2 separate regions of the Mus musculus genome follow, and region 2 is linked to region 1. A link is a contact called in public Hi-C data. All regions are on one chromosome and are shown on one strand. The core of a region is the stretch at or near the end of the contact, and the rest is flanking DNA. Distances in the headings are between cores, read along the strand shown.

The links. Hi-C and Micro-C count contacts between places; a contact is called where the count stands out from the background.
Region 2: a Hi-C map of adipose-derived mesenchymal stem cells shows a contact between it and region 1, with 2.6 times the contacts expected there. The contact joins two enhancer-like sites.

Annotation. Positions count from the first base shown.
Region 1 is chr1:75,915,035-75,918,984 of GRCm38.p6, reverse strand. No RefSeq gene overlaps it. Among named protein-coding and RNA genes, the nearest start is that of Gm32622, 20 kb to the left of the region's middle. Within about 2 kb of position 2,099, at least 5 of the 459 cell types and tissues checked have an H3K27ac peak or open chromatin away from gene starts, as enhancers often do. A contact at or near this core is called in adipose-derived mesenchymal stem cells, where this site is marked.
Region 2 is chr1:76,926,243-76,930,192 of GRCm38.p6, reverse strand. No RefSeq gene overlaps it. Among named protein-coding and RNA genes, the nearest start is that of Mir6343, 420 kb to the right of the region's middle. Within about 2 kb of position 1,947, at least 11 of the 459 cell types and tissues checked have an H3K27ac peak or open chromatin away from gene starts, as enhancers often do. A contact at or near this core is called in adipose-derived mesenchymal stem cells, where this site is marked.

The DNA.
Region 1 (3,950 bases), core at 850-3,349:
GGACACACCCTAAAGAAGTCACAGCACAGTCATGGAGTTCTCCATCACATGGGAGTAGATAGCCACTCAGACACTGAAACCCACGGGCCCTAGCCAAAGCATTTCATGAGTCTCTGTGCACTCTCAAACCTTTAGACTCGTGGTTCTCATCCCTCAGGGGTTACATATCATATTTCCACCAAGATTCATAACAGTAGCAAAATTACAGTTATGAAGAAGCAACACAAACAGCTTTACGGTAGGGGGGGTCACCACAACCCGAGGATCTGTATTAAAGGCTCGCAGTGCTAGAAAGGCTGAGAGCCTTCTCTGTGCCACGACTGCCTTCCTAATGTTCAATACCTTTTCTAATACCACTGCTTTAGATTGTGGTAGCAAATGGTTCCTCAAATATTCTGGAACAAGCTTTTAGAGAACATGTGGAGAAAAGAGATGAACCAGACCAGCAATGTTTCTGGTTTTCCTGTGTAGGTCCCTAATCAGAATGACGTGTTCAAAAGTGTCATTTTGTCAATTTCCAAAACTTCAAACTTCCCAATTCACTTAGAGATACCTTATTTTCCCCCCAAGACCACTAGGCATCCTTGTCTGTGTTTCCTTTTTTCTTTCAGACATTGGAAAATTAGTGAGGAAACAACAAAGATCCTGTTCATTAAAAGCAATGCCCTGCAAACCAAAAACACATAACTGTTAGATATTGAAGAAGGGGAGGCACTGTTGTTGGTTTCTGAAAGGACTTGACATATGATTGTCCTTTGGGGATGAGGAGGCTTAATAGAAGAAAGGGCCTCAGGAGCATGACCAGGCCTTTGTGGTGGAAGAATGTTTTTAAAACATACAATGTGTTAACAACAGCCTAACAGGTCCTTAAAGAAAAGAAGAGGGTTCCCTTTAAAACCCGGTAAAGAACGTCATCAAAAGAGACAGGCTGATGTAAGAGAGAAGCTGTCGTGACAGGGAGATGAGAGAGCCCAGAGAGAGTCATGGGAAGTCACCCAAGGGAAAATAGCTGCTTGTATAAGTTTTGGGGTCTGGCAAAAAGTCTTATATTACATGATTTGGTCTAGGATAAGCTACGTGACAAAGGCACATAATGGATGCAGAACACCAACAAAATTCTCAGCCAGAGGGTAAAGTGAGAATCAGAAAAAGGGATGATATATGGCACAGAGCACATGAGTGCCCTGCCTATCCCCACCTCTAACTCATGGTCCTTCCAGCACCACAGATCATGAAGTCAGAGGCATGGTGGATTTCTGGAACCCCCAAGGAGGCAGTGGAGTTCAACCGGATGTAGCAGGAATCTTAAGTTAGTGCTATGGATAGAATGAGCATTGTATTTCTTCCTGGAGGAAGTGTGGAGTAAAGAAAGAAAGGCTAATAAGCCAAGGTTCCTAGTGTTGGCTAAGCAACTACCTGCACCAGCACAGTGTCTCTACAATTCCCTTAGCTGTCACTACAAGTCACATGATGATTGTTCTGGCTCCAGACATTTCATAGATACTCCAAGAAGAAGAAAAAAGAATGGAGCAGGAAGAAACATGCCTATATTAAAAAGGAAAAGAATTCCCCCAAATCCCCAGCCAACTTCTAATTACACATCACTAGCCATAACTGGGTCATGTGACCAGCTGGCTGCAAAGAAACTGGGAAATGAAGCTTAGCAGAAGAGCACATATGTGGCCACCAACAGACCAGCACATGAGGCAGATGTGCTGAACAGTCTCCAGTGGCAGCTGGAAGTCACCAGAAAGGGTACTGGCATCAGCGGTGGCCTTAGACCAGCTTGGTGGATGGTTTCTGATTCACCTCTTGCCCTCCTTTACCTAACAGGCTTTCACACTTTCCCAGCAAGAGGCACAGATTGACAGCAATGATGGGTGTGGAGCTTTTCCCGGGCTCTGCTGCTGGTTCGGGGCTCAGAAGGAGCAGAAGTCTTGGGATTTTTCCTTCTGAGATGAACACACTTGATTTTAATAGCAAATGACTTTCCTGTCTGGTATAAGTCACTAATAGAATTAAGCACAGGAGAGCAGCACATACCAAGGTGTAAGAAAAATGACCCTAGCATCTGTCAGAAAAGGGAATCAGAACAACCCAGGTCCCCAGGGTGGTGGGTTTTGCTGGATTATCTGGAGAAGGCTTTCAGAAGCTAAGCAGATCGCCTGGATGCAACTTCCCTAAAGGTCCACTAACACTTGATGCTGAGGATAAAGACCTCCGCATGCAAATGACTGTAAATGGATTGAAAGTGAGGCATCCAAGGGGAAGAGGAGGCTGAACTGCTCAAGCAGAAGGTGGTAATTCACAGCGCTCAGTGTCATTTCCTGCAGAGAAGGAGGACCAGCATTCAGATCACCATACAACCGGGACAGCAAGATTCGGGGGGTGGAGACCGATGTCATCTCTGGGTATGTCTGTTTCCATTCCAAGAAATGATTTCACTGGGACAGAAGGATGAAATGCATGGATGGGCAAATTCTTTGGTGAATGTTAACTGCACAAGGACTGAATTTGTACATTTTTTATGAACCCTGGAAGAGATCCTGACTGAAGGACTCACTCTCCTACACAAGACAGAGTGGCCCCGAGGGAATGTGTGGCGAGATCACTTCCTTTGCTGATGGAGAGAAACCCCAGACCACAGGCACTTCAATCATCTGCATATGCTCAGCTGGGGTTGGGGGGGGGTAGGGATGGAGGAAGGGAATGGGGGGTGGGGTCTGCCAGAGGAGGGGGGAACATGCAGGCACTTTCTATCTGGTAACTTATTTCCAGGAAAGAAATGGAGTTAGTTTTGCCTTTGAATTCCCAGCCTCCCTGTCATGTCTATCAATTTCTGTTAGTTTCAAAGTCTGGCTCTAATAATGCCTTCACTGGTCATTTAAAACATGACATAGTTCCAAAGGTTAAAGTTCACAATCAAGGCAGAGCTAGGCTCTAAGAAAGAATGCTTTCTTGCCTCTTCCTGGTCCCTAGTCATGGCCAGCTGGTGCCGCCATCCCCTGTGTGGTAGCAGGGATTAACACTAACCTCTGCCTTCTTCTTCACCTGCCCTGTGTGTGTCTCTGTACCCAAATCTCTCTCCCTATGAAGACACACTGGATTTGGGCTTACCATAATCCATTTTGGCTCCTCTTAGTATGATGGTATCTATGGAGATCCTGCTCTCAGTAGGGTCACATTGAACAGGTACAGACAGGTAAGGCTTTGGCATATCTTTGGGGTATAAGGCACAATTCAGTCCACAACACAAGATAATCCAAAATGTTTTAAGTCCTATTTTTCAACTCTGTGGGCTAACTTTATTTCTGCTCCCTCCATGAGAGGATAAAGATAACATAAGCTGACATAAGAACTCTGTAACACCCTACTCATCACTTTAATGTGATTAAACACACCAATCCTGAAGGCAGTGAAGTGCTCAAGAAATAAACTCATTACACACAAAGGGCCCGCGGTCTAGGATAATCTTTGTCATGAGCTATATATGAAATCTGAGTAATATCACTTCACCTCTCTGAGCCTTCAGGTGTGAAGCCCAAAAGCAGAGCTGGCAATGGATCAGAGTTTCCTGCAGTGTGAGATATGGGTCATTGGTGAGGTGGCTGCACTCAACACTTACAGTGTATATACTGTTGACTGAAAGAGTCTGCATGATGAATGACACAGCAGAGAACTAAGTTTAAGGGGTGTGTGTGTGTGTGTGTGTGTGTGTGTGTGTGTGTGTGTGTTAGGAAGTACATACTTGTCCCAACCCAACAGGGGCCATAACGATTATGGCATGCCATTAGTCAGTCGGTCATAAAGCAAAATGGAATAAGACACAGCCACCAGACCCTTCACAGCTGATACTTAGAAAAATCATATGCTTAATCCCATCAGGTGGCCGTGGGTAAACAAATGTCTAGAAGTTGCTTAAGCTTTGGCCTTTCATATACATTTACAGT
Region 2 (3,950 bases), core at 698-3,197, 1.0 Mb before region 1:
CCTTCCCCTTCTTCCCCTTCTTCCCATTCTGCCCCTTTCCCCCTCCCCTTCCTCTTTCCCCTTTCCTCCCTTCCCTTTCCCCCTTTTCCCCTTTCCCCCTTTCCCCCTTCCCCTTTCCCCTTTCCCCTTTCTCCTTCCCCTTCCCCCTCCTTCTTCCCCTTCTTCAGCTTCTTCCCCTTCTACCCCTTCTACTCCTTCCCCTTCCTCTTCTTATTCCTCTTCCTCAGCCTAAGGTAAGCCTAAGTTTAAGTTTTTTTTTCATCACTGACAATAACTAATGCTTTGTTTTATTTTAAATTATGATTCACACATTTATTGTTCACCATGAGCCAGGCATCTCTCATGATGTACATGTTACAATGGTTGGTTTTCAAACTGAAGAAATATTTCTATCCCTTATGCATAACAGAACCATTCAGTTGTTAGATGATCTCTTGGGAGAGCATCTTGTATGATGGATGCAGAATTCGGCAGCTGTATTAGCTGCTTTCCTGTTCACTATGACCAAACACCTGAGTAAAGAAAACTTAAGAAAGGAAGGGTTCACTTTGGAACATGGCAGCAGGAGTTTGAGCCAGCTGATCTGCACTCAGAGAGGGAGGAACACTTGAGCTCATCACCCTGCTTCTGTTTATTCATTTCTAATGCCAGCCCATGGCATGCAATTGTCCACATTTTACATGGACCCTCTCACTTATTTAATCGAATATGGAAACTCCCAGAGAAATGGCCAGATGTTGGTATCCTATGAAAATGCCCAGATGTTGTATCCTAGGTGACTCTAGATGATGTCAAGTTAAGAGTGATTAACCATCACAGTGGGTTGGCTCCTTCATCTCAAAGCTGAGCTATATTTATATCTCTTCATTGGCTATATTTGCTGACTATCTGTGTACTGTAGCCCTACCTTGTCAGAGAGACAAACAAAACGACTAATTGTGTGAGGCCTGCCTGTCTTTACAGAGACATGGTCAGTATCTGAAAGAGGAAGTCTAGAAGACTGATGTTGGACATACTTCATGATAAATTATATGGTGGCAAGTGGAATGACCTTGAAGCCAGAGATATGCAGCAAAATGGGTGTGTGGGAAAAATCACAGATGTTATCTTTGTTATTACCCAAGGGTCCAGACTACGGTAGAACTGAAATCTTCAGTAGCTCACCCATCAATCCAAAATGATTGGAGCAGAGCAAACTAAATTAAGCAAGGGAACAAGTGAAAGGTGGGTGTAACTCATCCCTGCTCCCAAGGATAGTCACAATGTAAATGACTACCTGCCCTTTATTTTCTATTTTTATTTGTCCTTCCTTCCAGTTCTGCCACTTACACAGACACCTTAAGGCATCCTGAATTTCCTACATAAATACTGGTTTACAGTCAAATCATTTTGAGCTACTCAAGACTATCTAAGATGGACATTATTTAAAAAACACTAAATATATGAAAACTTAGCCAAGGATCATATATTAAATGAAGGTGATTGGATGCACAGTTATCTTTTTGGTCTGGAAAGTGAAATATTTGTGTGTATGAATGATTAGACAATTTATTTTCTTGGAGGTGCAAAATAAAACTTCAGACAGCATGGCTAAAATAGATCTTTTCAGCTAAACTTATCCTAAAGTTAATTGATCCTCTATTGTCAAGGATTATAGAGATCATGAAGGATGAAACACAAGCTATTTTCGTAGTTTATCATTATTACTTGGAGTTCATCATTAAATCTGAAGGCGCTAAAATATTCTTAATCAATATGTGCTTTGTACAAAGGAGACAAATGACACATCAGGGGAGTGTTTGAACATGAATTAATCGCGGTATAAATGATTGCTTTTAGAGAAAATCCCATTGGTCTCTTATAGAGTCATTCTGTCTAAGGAAGTCTTCAGAGGAGAAACATGTATGTTATCTCTTGGGTGATACTGACTCATTGGATAATTGGATCTTGTGTCATAATAAGAAAGAGTAGTTCCCCTGGGGCAATGGTGCACTTAAACAAAATAGGTCAGAGCTATGAGTAACACAAGAGGCAGTTACAAAAATTCAGAGTCAGCTTAGAGACTGTTGGAGAGGAATTTATATCTCAGGAGAGAGTCTCATTTTCATGGAAAGCCAAATACTCCTAAGTAAATGAAGTTATATTAAAGTCAGACCAGTGCATAAGGACTTTGAAAGTGTTTCAGAGTTCTGTCTCCATGCCCTAGTACATCCACATAACAGCACAATACAATCAGCAGAAGATGGGGACTAAGGGCACATTTGTATTATCATCATTTAAGAGCAAATGTTCTTACACAAACCAAATTTTCACTGTAGTGCTGGCCCCAGCTTTAGCATCATCACTGGCTCTTTACTTCTTGAAGCCTCTCCAAGAGCCTTTATCCCGAGTCACATCCTCCATCGATACCCTGATGCAAAGCCAAGTTAGGCATTGGGGAATAAGTCCATGATACAGACATTGTCAAGAGGAGCTTAACCTGAGGTTGTTCTTTCTTTACTACTTCCTGCTGTAGTGTCTACTCCTATTTTCATTGCATACAGCTTATTGGACATGGATTCTACCCTGTTTATCTTACTGTTTCTTATTACAGACATCAGCTTCTCTGCAGGGTCACATATTGGGTCTGAATTCACCCAGATGTTGCACACCAAAAATTTAAAAGCAAAGGCTATATATGTTCTTACTCTCTGTTCCCTTATTTTCATTCCTATGATCTCAAAGTCAAACTGGCATAGCTCATCTTATGTTTTTTTTTCTTTTGACATAAATACAAAAGTCTATGAAAATACAGATTCAGATAACAAAAACTTAGCTGTTAGTCTTGGCACTGTCGCAGGACAGTGAGCGGCCAAAGTTACAGATCATCCCTTTTGAACACGGAGTTATTGGTAAGCACGTTCCAGCTTGCAAGCTCAGCTCTGCTTGTTTATTGTCCCACCACATGCATACTTTATAAAACTGAGTCACTGTGAAATGTTTTTGTGGTGACTTATGTAACCATGCTCCGTCCTAAACACAATGCTGACCTAAAGGGTAAGAAACTGCTCAGAGTTGGGTGAAGTTGGGTCCACTGGCTTGGTTTAAATGTGAGACAAAGCTATAGCATCCAAGGTTCACCAGTGTGGACATCTCAAATGAGGCTTCTCTGTCAGTTATGGAATCCCATGAAGTGTTTTCCATTTGTTGGCTAACAATGGTGTTTTAGTTCTAAAAACTACTCAAATGAGAAGAATGGAGCTAAGGAGGTGGTCTAGGTCAGATCAAAACAGTGGCTGCAAGAGCTTTTTAAAAAGTATTGAGAGTCTTTTAAATTCTCTCGTTGGTGTCAAAGTTTTAGGATACCAGTTAGGTCAAATTTATATTGACTTATGTAAAAATCAACAAGAGAGGTAGTTGAATACAAATTCAATGTAAATCAGCACCAATATGCAGGAATATATGTGCAGAATTAGGAAAATCTTTGAATGGAAAGATAGAACATTTGAGTTTGAACACAAACTCTGTCTCTCTCTGTGACCATGGATGCTGGACTAGTCTGTGATATTTAATTTTCATGTCAACACTCAGAGGAAAGGGCATTACATCCTCCCAATGTAGAGCAACCCCTTAAGGTAGGAATGAAGGGAAAGGATTGAAAGCAGAAGAATCAAGGAAGAAAGTTTATAAATCTGATGAGAGCTGTGTGGGGTGGGTGGGAAACCTCTGCAGTAAGAGATCAAGATAAACCATGCTGACATGCTAGATGACAGGATTAAGTCCTATGGAAGGGTTAAGTAAGCCTCAAAGAGGTGAAACTTTTTTGTGGTGGGGAGGGAGCAGGATTTGAGATAGGGATTTTGGTATAGCCTTGGATGTTCTGGAACTACCTCTGTAGACCAGGCTGGCCTGGAACTCACAGAAATCCACCTGCATCTGTCTCCCAAGTGCTGGGATCAAAGGTGTGCACC